2 separate regions of the Ovis aries genome follow, and region 1 is linked to region 2. The links are chromatin contacts, called in public Hi-C maps. All regions are on one chromosome and are shown on one strand. The core of a region is the stretch at or near the end of the contact, and the rest is flanking DNA. Distances in the headings are between cores, read along the strand shown. Region 1 has its middle 11 kb from the start of CAST. Region 2 has its middle 32 kb from the start of TRNAW-CCA.

What was found. A called contact is a pair of places that touch in the nucleus more often than the background predicts.
Region 1: a contact with region 2 is called in a Hi-C map of liver, with 6 times the contacts expected there. The contact joins two enhancer-like sites. A contact is called at or near these places in 14 of 16 Hi-C or Micro-C datasets (blood, hypothalamus, liver and 6 more).

The regions. Positions count from the first base shown.
Region 1 is chr5:93,681,483-93,687,978 of ARS-UI_Ramb_v3.0, forward strand. No RefSeq gene overlaps it. Among named protein-coding and RNA genes, the nearest start is that of CAST, 11 kb to the right of the region's middle. Within about 2 kb of position 4,864, at least 8 of the 54 cell types and tissues checked have an H3K27ac peak or open chromatin away from gene starts, as enhancers often do. A contact at or near this core is called in liver, where this site is marked.
Region 2 is chr5:93,601,383-93,607,749 of ARS-UI_Ramb_v3.0, forward strand. No RefSeq gene overlaps it. Among named protein-coding and RNA genes, the nearest start is that of TRNAW-CCA, 32 kb to the right of the region's middle. Within about 2 kb of position 3,494, at least 9 of the 54 cell types and tissues checked have an H3K27ac peak or open chromatin away from gene starts, as enhancers often do. A contact at or near this core is called in liver, where this site is marked.

The sequences.
Region 1 (6,496 bases), core at 3,614-6,113, 81 kb after region 2:
GATACCTGCCTAACTTTAAAAATAGGATTCAGGGGACACCCAGTGGTTAAAAGGAGGAAATTTCTCCTGAGGTGCAGTGTTCAGTTGGAATAAGTATTTCTGGTCTCAGCAGTCAAAATATTGATACATTGATGATTTTGTCTTTCTGAATGAGCATATGTTAGCTGTATGTGTGCGCTTTAAGAAAGGGCCTTGGTTTTGACATTTATATGAATTTTCTTCAAGTATTTGAAAACTTACAAATTATAAGGTTAGAAATATTAGAAATATGATTAAACTTTTCTTTTAATGAAGACATAATAATATTAAGAAATGAGAAATAAGCAACCTAGGGTCATAAATAAGAAAAACAATTAAATTTTTTTGACCCAGAAATTCCACTTCTAGAAATTTGTTTCAAATACGTAATCAGAGGTGTGCTTGATGCCTGGGTACCAAAATACTCACCATCGCTTTACGTATAGTAATAACAAACTAGAGAAACAAACATACAGCTTTAATGAACTGGTGAAGTTAACAGCACAAAAATAGTGAGTAAAGCATCTTTAACACCATGCTTTCAAGAACATTTAACAATGGAGGAAAATGTTTATGACAGGTAAAAAAATGACGATGAGAGACCAGTAATTCCATATATTTAACAAATTATGTACATTTTGTATTTGCATAAAAATAGAAAAATGAATGTGGTTGTCTTGAGTGGCAAGATTTTGAGTACTTTATATTCTCTTCTTTATACTTTTCTCTTTATTCTAAACTTTTTTTTTTTTCATTAGAGGGAGAAGAATAATAAACTGCATAGATAATAAAAGGATAATGGAAGAAAGTGTTGTAACAATGATCAAAGCTAAACCTGTGAATCTATCTGCTTAGACCTTAAAGGGAGAAATGTTTTATGTGCCTTTTTCCTTTGGAACCTTCAAGAGATGTTTCCAGAGTAAAGCTGCTGCTGCCACCCTTTGTGTGTGTGTGTGTGTGTGTGTGTGTGTGCACGCGCACATGTGTGTACACATGTGTTTGGCTAGGAGGGCACTTCTTATATATGGACAGAGCATCAGGATTTAAGCACTAAGGCTGCATGGAGGGCAGGGATTGTTAATTATTTTTAGTTTATGGTCCTTTTGAAATCCAATGAAAACTAATTGTTTCCTCTGAAAATGACACATTTTTATGAATAAAAGAATTTTTTTTTAAGTGACATAAAACTTACATAGGTTCAGAGATACACACCATCGCTACTTGGGACAGGGGGAGGAATCTTATTGAGTAGCTATGTTTGGGAGGTATCATCTAATATTTTCCCAGTTGGATTAGTGTTGATGTCTGAAATTCCACCAGTAGCAACTTCCTTAACCTCTGAATTAAGGATTGCCCTCCTGTGCCTCCTTTTTTAAATTGTAGGTATTTGTAGGAGGGATAATATATTAATTATTAACATCTCAGTGAGAAGTAGTTTAATAAGAGAGAAAGCAAATTATGTAAGCACTATCTTTATAGACTTGATAATGGTAGTAAAGAACTAGTGATCATTTGATACTGAACATATGTAGCGGTTACACACACACATACACACACATACTCCTTACAACAACCCCCATTCTCCTAATGAGAAAACTGAGGCACAACTTGATTAAATAACCTGTCCAAGGCCACACATTTATATAATAGTGGACCCCAGGATGGAGCTCATTTTCCAGAGTCTATACTCTTAACTAGTATCCAAAACTGTTTATAAAGTTATCTATTTAAAAAATTCTACCTAATGCCAACTCCATAGACTTTCTTAAGGCTGTTGTCAGTTTTTGTAACTCACTTCCCTGACTCTTTATTGCCGTCTTCCTTCCTCATGCCCTTTTTTTACTCGAAAGATCTTTAAGCAAGGTTAAATCATTCCATTCCCTTGGCTCTAAAATGTAAGGGAGTGTAAGGACAGCTGCGCCCTGCTGGTGGGTAGGAAGTGGGGCCCCAGGGAAACTGAGCCCCAGCCCAAGTAGAGTGGGAGAAGAATGCATCCTCCCACCCCCCGTCACTGCGGCCACCTCAGATGGAGAGGCCTGAGCTAGACCACCCCGACGCCTTCTGCCTGGAGACCATGAATGGCGCTGAGGGATCAGGAAACGAACTCCATGGTGGCCACCATAACGTGCGTTACTAAGACTGTTGTGGACGGGATGATTCATTCAGTGAGTAAATTTCTGTGTAATAGGTTATGAGCTAATCTTAGGGTTTATCATTGTGACCTATTTAGCAGTGTTTCGCAGGGGACTAACATAGCCTATTTACTGAGCTGAGTTATAGTGTTTCTGTAGTGAAAGCAATTTGTATTTGTCCATAGACTACTTACAACCATGGTGTAAAAGAACATTTGTGAATAAAAGTCACAGCCTTATAATTGCTAGTATTGGGGAATCTGTCTCTCCTTGGAAAGAATCTTTTTCTAGATACTATTTTCCAATAAATCATGTGTTTTCATGTGGAAACACAATATTTGCTTTTCATTTTATGGGATGACTTAACTAATGGAACTGACTTGTCAACAAATATGTCAAAACATTTTAATGAGTGTCCTTATCCTGAAAAATACTACATTTCATCAAGCCTAAGACACCACTGATCTAAAAATGCACTGATTAGAAAATGCTAAGAAAGAAAGATAACTATCAATTAATCTCTGACCAAAGCTTTATATTGATTTTAAGATGCATCAGTATGCAATAGGAAAGAAAATGGTGACTTAAAATCATTAAAACAAAATTCAGTAGTAACTTGAAAACTTATGTATTTACAATGTTCATTGTTCAAATAATTCTGAAACTAATTTCACTTTTGCATTCAGGACACAAAACTGTTTCATATCCCCCTTCAATATTTTTTTCATTAAAATCACGATTTTTCATTTTGATAGCCTTCCCATATTTATCAGATATGAATCTGATTAACTTCCAGTAGTTTCAAACACTTAAAATTGACATTCAGAGGATAAATATTTGTTTTGCTTTTAAGGATAATCAGATAATGTGTTGCAGACCATTCAACATACAGGATTTTTAAAACAGCTTAAGCAATTATTTGAGTATTCCAGCTACCAAGGGGCTTCCCTGGTGGCTCAGTGATTAAAAAAAAAAATCTGTCTGCCATTGTTGGAGATGCATGTTTGATCCCTGGATCAGGAAGATGCCCTAGAGAAGGAAATGGTAACCCACTCCAGTATTCTTGCGTGGGAAATCTCATGACAGAGGAGCCTGGTGAGCTACATTCTATGGGATTGTAAAGAGTCAGACACGACTTAGCAACTGAGCACGCAGGCATACCAGCTACCAAGTTAAACCTTTGAGGGCTTTCAGTGTTCATTTAATGCAAAAGTTTTTGGGTAATTGTGTGCTCACAAATCCCATCAAATATAGCATCTGATCTGTTACTTAAGAAATTGTTGCAAGCTGAAGAATCCCTAGTCTGCTTCCTCTGGAGGGCTGTAACTTTGGGGGAAAGGTAGACAAGCTCCCTTCTCACCCTTTGGGGTGAAGAGGAGAATCACTGGAACTCTGTGACACCTTCACAGCAGTGGACGGCACCATGACTTAGCTGGGGCAGAAGAAAACCTCTCACCCTTGGGTTGACTCCATTATCTCTTGAATCTTTGGGGGACGGGAGTCTAAAACCCAGCTTGCTCCTTCATACCCAACTCATCACTCTTAATAGGTATTTACTGAGCTTTTTGTGAGTTTATATTTTCATGCAGTTCGGAAATGTTTGACTATTATTTCTTCAAGTATTTTGTTTTGTCTCCTCATCTCTGTCTTCTTTGGAGGCTGTGGCTGTGCGTGCATTAGCGGCGTGGGATTGCCCCACAACCCAGCGATGCTCTGTTGTCTGTCCTCTAGGCCTTCACTCTCCGTTTCATTTTGGGTTGTTTCTATTGCCATGTCTCCACGTTCAGTAACCTTTTCTTCTGCAATGTCTCATCAGCTCTTAATCACAGTGTATTTTTCATCTCACTTTTTTTTTTTTTTGGCCACGTGAAATCTTAGTTCTCTGACCAGGAATTGAACCTATGTCCCCTGTAATGGAAGTAGAGGGTCTTAACCACTGAATCACTAGGGAAGTCCCTGGGTGGTTTTATTAAGATACTTGCTATTTTTCTCCTAAACATACTTTTAGAAAGCTATTCATTTTGAAGTAATTATAGACTGCCAGAAAATTGCAAAGATAATACAGCTGGTGCGACATCCCATTCACCCCGTTTCCCCACTGGTTACATGGTCTACAACTAAAATATGATATCAAGACTAGGAAACTTGTATATAGTCTATGCCATTTTATTACCTGTAGATTCACGTAGCCAGCCCTGCAATCAAGATACTAAGCTTCTTGCACATTATAGTTTTCCTGTGTATGGAAAAGCCCAAAGTTGCATTTTTCTGCTTCTAGGTATGCCTTGTAATTTTTTATTAGATGACAAACAGATGTGATTTTTATATTGTGGGAGTGCTTTTTGTTACTGTTGCTTTAAGTTTTCTGGAGCTTGGTTCTGGAACATAGTTAAGTTACTGGAGACACTTTGATCACTTTGACACTTTGGGATTTGCTTTTAACCTTTGTTTGGCTGGACCAGAGCAGCTTTTAGAGGAGGAGCCTTTTTCTTCTTCATTCCCTACCCAGTGGTTCTGACTGCTGGCAACACGTCCTGGTCCTGGCCCGCGGGAAACCCTTTGATTCTGTCTCTGCTCCTTCCTTCTGGGTCTTCTTTCCCCACATTCGGGCTCTCCTCACATGCACATCTCTGGAGCTAACTTTTGCAGCTCTCCTCTCTGGTGCCCTTCCCTTGACCTTTGAACTCCCAACTTCATCTCCTCAGCCCAGACAGACAGACAGCCACCGCATGATCCAACCACTGGAAGCTCCGCGGGCAGTAGACGGTGGCAATCACAGGATGTCCCTGGTTTGTTTCCCTTGCTGGGGGACCCTGTCCTTGCTGACTGGTATCCAGCATCTGGAAACTGCTGTAGCATATGGTGGTCTAGGGTTTTCTTTAGTTATTTAAGGCAGAAACACTCCTTCCTTTTTCATCTCAATTTGCTTACATAAGACTGTCACCAGTGTAAAAGGGAAGCAAACCTGTGTTTGCCAGGAGGCTGTGGCCCAGCTTACAAACCGAAGTTCCTTCTTTTACTGTGAAGGGATTTGAGTTGTGACAGTTTTCTCATTTATATGCCTGGTCACTGACTTGCTTCTTTGTTCATTTAGCAATGAGCTTGAGTGTTCTGCAAGTATTTTACTAATATTGAAATGTGCCACAAAGGCTGTTGAAATCGCCTATCCCATATCCTGTCTTGACACCCTGTAGTACCTCAGAAGGAGCCTTGCCACTCCCAGAAACACTGAGGTCATGTTTATTCCTGCGGATCTTGATGACCCTGGATCACCTGCCCACACACACACTCACACACCGTGTGACCCTGTCAACACCTGGGAGGCCTAAGAGAGCCAGGTCCAGAGGGGCCGTCATCTTTGACGACTGATGCACGAACACCAGGACTTGCTGCTCTGGCTCTGGCAGGCCACACTCATCCGGGAAGCCTTTCAGCATTGACCCAGAAGTGGTCCCAGGTTCCCCAAGGCTGGCAGTTATCGGTCTTGCCAGGTGGCGCTAGTGGTAAAGAACCCGCCTACAATGCTGGAGGCTTAAGAGACATGAGTTCAGTCCCTGGGTCGGGAGGATCCCCTGGAGGAGGGCATGGAACCCACTTCAGTATTCTTGGCCTGGAGAATCCCATGGCCAGAGGGGCCTGGTGGGCTAGTCCATGGGGTCACAGAGAGTCAGACACGACTGAAGTGACTTACCGTGCACAGCAGTTATTGAGTAATCGCAGTATCTCTGAGTGTGGGCTAAGATGCATTGCATATATAATTTAATATCATCTCCAGAGTTCCTGTAAGACCAGTCACAGGACATGTTCTCACCAGTCAGAATCGCTGGGTACAGTACTCACTGTATTGAAAAAAAATTAGTTCTGCTCTGAAGGCTGCTCTTGTTCAACCTAACAAAGCTTAAAAGCAAACCTCAAAAGGATCAAATTGTTTCCAGGTAATAGAATCATGACCAGTCCTAAAAAAAAAAAAAAAATCACTTTCTTTTCAATGAAAAAACAATTATTTTTCTATTATATAAATGGGCTTCCCTGGTGGCTCAGATGATAGAAAATCCGCCTACGATGTGGGAGACCTGAGTTCGATCCCTGGGTTGGGAAGATCCCTTGAAGGAGAGCATGGCAACCCACTCCAGTATTCTTGCCTGGAGAATCTCCATGGACAGAGGAGCCTGGTGGGACATGACTGAGTGACTAAGCACATGTATTATATAAATAACAAAGCTCAAAAAAAATTATCAGCAGCCACTAAGACCCATTATGATTTAAAATTAGATGCACAGGGGTTGCCCTGTGTTGATGAGTCTGTCCCACTGCCACTGGTTCAAGGCCTTGGGCCTCTCTCTCCC
Region 2 (6,367 bases), core at 2,244-4,743:
CTGAGCTATTCGATGTTGCAGATCTTTTCCCTGTAAGGATACAGTATCCTCACTGGAATGCCATCACCTCTCCCTCTCCAAAAGCAGCCTTGGTGCTGTTATTCAGACATCAAGTTGTGTCCAACTCTTTGTGACCCCATGGGCTACACCATGCGAGGCCTCCCTGTCCCTTTCTATCTCCCAGAGTTTGAAGATATCTCCCAGATATGAACTCTCCAAGTTCACGTCCATTGAATCAGCGATGCCATCCAAACATCTCATCCTCTGTCTCCCTCTTCCCCTTCTGCCTTCAGTCTTTCCCAGCATCAGGATCTCTTCCAATGAGTTGGCTCTTCTCATCAGGTGGCCAAAGTATTGGATCAGCATCAGCATCAGTCCTTCCAATGAACATTCACTGTTGATCTCCTTTAGGATGGACTGGTTGGATCTCTTTGCTCTCCAAGGGACTCTCAAGAGTCTTCTCCAGCACCAGTTCCAAAGCATCAATTCTTCGGTGCTCTGCTTTCTTTATGGTCCAGCTCTCACATCATCAAGAGACTCGTTAGCTCCTCTTCACTGTCCAGAAGGAGCTACCATCCTAAATTTGGTGATGATTATTCATATGCCTATGTTACTTCTTAGTGCATATGTATAGACACAGAAATACTATAATATTATTTTGCAGGTTAGAAATTTTACAAATAGTATTTTCTTCCTATATCTTTGGCAATTGCCTTTTTTCCCCCCTAATGTTATTCTTCTGAGGTATGTGCTGTTATATGCATCTCTAATCCATTTCTTTTAACTGCTGTATAGCAATCAATACTGCAAGAAAATGTATTCATCTATTCTACTATGTTAGTATGCTTCTAGGTTCTTCCCAATATTTTTGTTTTTACAAGAAAAGAGCTTCTATAAAATCCTTGTAAATGCCTCAGTGAGAGCGTGTGCTAAAGTGTTTCCAGAACAGACCCACATGAGTGGGAATGATGGCTTTACAAGGTCTTGCTGTTAACTTTACAGGGTCATGCCAAATTGATTTATAATGCCACCACTGTCATACACCAAATCCCCAAATATGTGCAGAACTCTTTCTGAACTCTATTCTGTTCCACTGATCACTGTGTCCACCAGTGTATCACACCGCACCGCCTTCACTATTTTTATATTAATAGTTTTATAGCAAGTTTTTATATCTGGTAGAGTGACTCTCCCATCTGGTCTCCTCTTTCAAAGCTGTTTAAGCTATTCCCAGCCATTTTATTTTACATAAGCTTTAGAATGAGCTTGTAAAAGTTCAACAGAAGCCCAGTTAAGGTTGTCATTTGAACTGGAACGGGAAGAGGACTGACAGCTTTACAATATTGGGTCTTCCTATCCTTGAACCTGGTTTCCTCTCTCGCGTTGTCTTTTCTTTAATGTCTTTCTAAGAAATTTTGTACTTTCTTTTCTTTTTTAAAATTGAGCATCTTGTATTAGTTTTAATGTAGGCACGGTCTATTTTTCTTATGCTTCACTTTTGTGCTTCCCTGGTGGCTCAACTGGTAAAAAACAAACAAACAAACAAACAAACCTGCCTGCAATGCAGGGGACCTGGGTTCAATCCCTGGGTTGGGAGGATCCCCTGGAGAAAAGGAAAGGCTACCCACTCCAGTATTCTCGCCTGGAGAATTTCGTGGACGAATCCACGGGGTCGCAAAGCGTTGGACACAACTGAGTGATTCTCACTTCACTCACGCTTTAAATTTTCACAATGCTATGAGTTAGATATTTTCTTGTCTATTTTATAACTAAGGAAAGTAAGGTTCAAGAAGATTAGATAACTTGTCACATGTCATTGGCGGCAAGTGACAGGGATGGGATGCAAAGTAAGTGCTGTCTGACTCCCCAGCCCAGGGCTCTCCGTCTCCGGTCCATACTCCATCTTGCGATGAGTTTCTTCAGTGACAGCATTTTCAAATTAAACAACTTTGTGTTTAAAAATGTAAAGTAATAAGAAGATGAGTAAACATCTATCTCTCTGGGGAAAACATCAAGAACAGTACTTCTTAAACTTTAATGTTTATATAAATGACCTGGAGATCCTGTTAACTGTTCCTCTTGATCTAGTAAGTCTGGAGTCTGAGATTCTTCTGTTCCAAGGAACTCTTTTATGTAGGTATAACAGCAATGTTATACCTGTTTTCATAATTACCAGTTTTTGTTAGGTTTGATGCTAGGCTCCTTAACATCTTTTATTATCCCTGCTCGTGTTATCTATGTTTTCTGTTTAAATCCTCATTAATGCTGTGAATTAGACATTTATAACTAAGGAAACTAAGCTTGAAAAGATTAAGTTATTCACCAGTTGTCATAAGTAGTAAGTAAATGGCCAGGTAATGCCCATACTGCTGGTACAAGGAGCTCACTTAGAGAACCACGGCTCTACAGTTTTCCTCTAGAAAGTGACCTTTTAATTAACAACGATTAAAGGGGAGAACTCCACCAGAGGGCAGCAGAGTCCGCTCAGTCGTGTCCGACTCTTGGCGACCCCATGGACTGTAGCCTATCAGGCTCCTCCATCCATGGGATTGTCCAGGCAAGAGTGCTGGAGTGGATTGCCATTTCCTTCTCCAAGGGATCTTCCCAACCCAGGAATCGAACCCTGGTCTCCCGCATTGCAAGCAGACGCTTTACTGTCTGAGCCACCAGGGACGCCCTTTCAAAGGGGAGAACTCCACCAGAGGGCAGCAGAAGCTCATTATATTACCTGGACTGTTGGACTGTAAAGAAAGCTGAGCTCTGAAGAGTTGAGGCTTTTGAACTGTGGTGTTGGAGAAGACTCTTGAGAGTTCCTTGGACTGCAAGGAGATCCAGCCAGTCCATCCTAAGGGAGATCAGTCCTGGGTGTTCATTGGAAGAACTGATGCTGAAGCTGAGACTCCAATACTTTGGCCACCTGATGCCAAGAGCTGACTCATTTGAAAAGACCCTGATGCTGGGGAAGATTGAAGGCAGGAGGAGAAGGGGACGACAGAGGATGAGACGGTTGGATGGCATCACCGACTCAATGGACATGGGTTTGAGTAAACTCCAGGAGTTGGTGATGGACAGGGAGGCCTGGCGTGCTGCAGTTTATGGGGTTGCAAAGCATCGGGCACAGCTGAGCGACTGAACTGACTTACTGAACTGACTCCACTTCCCTGCTGATTGTTCCTGGCGGATGTCTGACTTAGATTACTTCAAGGAGAGAAATCCTGTTCTCTTCTCCCTGCGTTTCTGTGATCCCCTTCCTACCATACGGCTTAACTGTGCATGTCGGATTTTCAGCAGGAGCATCCAGCTTGGCACAGGGTATCATGCCCACAGCTCCTCTCAGAAAGCTTATTTCAAGAGGCTTGTAAATGAGAGTGAAAAATTGTTTCCTACCCTTTACTTTCATCATAGTAAGGTCAATTTAGGCACTTAACCAAAAATGGGAGGCATGATTTGAAATGTTTGGCAGGATATGAGAGGAGGAAATGATTCATTCATTATGGGGCGGGGCAGGGGGCGGGGAGAGAAAACTGTTCAGTCAGATAAACCTGAAGCAGAGTCCAAAGATTCAGGGAGAATTCAAAGAATATGTGGGCAGACCAGTCGCTTCAGGCAGGAGCCCAGACCTGGCTTTGCTGAGGGTCCTCAGACCATCCCTCTTACTCAGTTCTTTTTTTTTTTTTTTTAATTCTTCTGAACCTGACTTCCCTGGTGGCTCAGATGGTAAACCATCTGCCTACAATGCAGGAGACCCAGGTTTGATCCCTGGGTGAGGAAGATCTCTGGAGAAGGAAATGGCAACCCACTCCAGTATTCTTGCCTAGAGAATCCCATGGATGGAGGAGCCTGGTAGGCTACTGTCCATGGGGGTTGCAAAGAGTCGGACATGACTGAGTGACTTCACTTTCACTTTCTGAACCTGAAGAAGATTAATTATGGAAAGGAATTCTCACGTTCCCATCCTGAGCTTGGGAAGGTGAAGACAGAAGGATGCAAGACTCCTGGCTTTGACGCAGAAGCCTAGCCCGGGCCCTGGGGAGGCCCCAGGGTGCCCTGAGAAGGCTCCAGCACTCCTCGTGGTCCTCATTCCGCAGTAACCATCTCTCCCACTGGTGTGTAAGTGCGCATCTCTCCGAGCACTCTGCCCGCATCTCTCAGATGGCTTCATCAGGGGGCACATGAGCTCATGGAGAATGAAGCAGATCGAAAAGGGTTGTAGGAGGCTCTGCTTGGCTGAGACCAGCACTGAAGGAGAATATAACCTCGTCCGCTGCTCAGGAAACCAGGCAGGCCAGGGAGCCTGAGATGGCTGGCTGGGGGATCATGGTGATGAGGCTCTCACTGGCCGTTTTAGTTAAGGACCACCGCTTCAAGCCTTTGCTGGTAAGGAGGGCTCAGGGGACAGGCTTCATGCCAGTGAGGCCCAGAAAGTTGAAGTTCGGAGAGGTCAGGGCCAGTTCTCCAAATCCTGTGGCTGCAGAGTGTAGACTGAGGTAACACAAGACTCCAATGTGTGAGCTCTCAGAGGCTGGGCTACAGCCCCCATTAGTTGTTTTATTGAATTCATTTATTTTGCAAAACACACACACAGAACACCAGAAATAAGAAACCAATCATCTAGAGACAGGTGAGTGGCAACAAGACGTAGAAGATCTTGGACAATCAACTCTGAGCCCCACAGCTTTCCTCTGGGTCTGAGGATTCCGCCTCTATCCCCATGAGGCGTGGTGCCCTGGGCTCTGGAACTTTCAGCCACATTTCCCTGCTGTGGCTTTGCCCACACCTTCCTTATGGCTCTTCGCCTTCTTCCTTTGATATATGTCAAGGCGATAGCCTGAATCATAGGTTAATACCCTGGGATTAGTTGCTACTGTGAATCATTTCAGAGAACAAAGACATCTTTTATAAAAAATAAAAATAAAAATTCTTCTCAGTTAATTCTTGTTATCTTGCCAGTGGTTTTCAACTCTGTTCTGGTCACAGATTCTCCTGAGAATGTGCTACAGACCTCCTACCCTATAAAATACACACACACACACACACACACACACACACACACACACACGGATATACAACTTCAGGAAGGCTCATATACCGTCTGAATTCTATCCTGAAACCTCAAGCTGGAAACCCCTGCCTTAAATGACCATTATTTGGTATATTTAAATTGAGGCACACTCACAAAATGCCGTTGGCACCCTTTAGTAAGGAGTAAGATAGAATAGGAAGGGACAGAATTTGGAGGTTATCTTGAATCATACATTTTACATCTTTCAGTTCAGTTCAGTTCAGTCGCTCAGTCGTGTCCGACTCTTTGCGACCCCATGAATCGCAGCACACCAGGCCTCCCTCTCCATCACCAACTCCCGGAGTTCACTCAGATTCACGTCCATCGAGTCAGTGATGCCATCCAGCCATCTCACCTCTGTCGTCCCCTTCTCCTCCTGCCCCCAATCCCTCCCAGCATCAGAGTCTTTTCCAATGACTCAACTCTTCGCATGAGGTCACCAAAGTACTGGAGCTTCAGCTTTAGCATCATTCCCTCCAAAGAAATCCCAGGGCTGATCTCCTTCAGAATGGACTGGTTGGATCTCCTTGCAGTCCAACGGACCCTCAAGAGTCTTCTCCAACACCACAGTTCAAAAGCATCAATTCTTCAGTACTCAGCTTTCTTCACAGTCCAACTCTCACATCCAAACATGACCACAGGAAAAACCATAGCCTTGACTAGACAGACCTTAGTCGGCAAAGTAATGTCTCTGCTTTTGAATATGCTGTCTAGGTTGGTCATAGCTTTTCTTCCAAGGAGTAAGCATCTTTTAATTTCATGGCTGCAATCACCATCTGCAGTGATTTTGGAGCCCCCAAAACTAAAGTCTGACACTGTTTCCACTGTTACCCCATCTATTTCCCATGAAGTAATGGAACCGGATGCCATGATCTTTGTTTTCTGAATGTTGAGCTTTAAGCCAACGTTTTCTCTTACATCTTTAGGTGAGCATAAATAATAGTGCTTTGAAAGCTCTAGAAGAAGCATTTTCATAGGAATATGTTAAAGGTAATAATTGTTTGAAGTGGTTGTATCACGTGAAAAATGAAGAAGCAGGATTTTAAGGACACCTCATAGTGGGGCAAGGACCTGGGCTTTGCCCCACAGAGTGCATGGACCTGCTCCCTGGAAAGGATAGGGCTCTCCTTTGCTGTTAGCTACTGGGTGTGTGGAGTTGGGGGGTCCTTGCTTGGGTTGGGGGGACAGACCAGAGGAGACTTTAGTTCCATCACATAGTACTGCTAGGGCTACTCCAGAGTCCACCTCTTGAGAGGGGAGCAGACTCCCAAGTCCAAGGTAAAGTTGAGCACCTTAGGAGGCTGG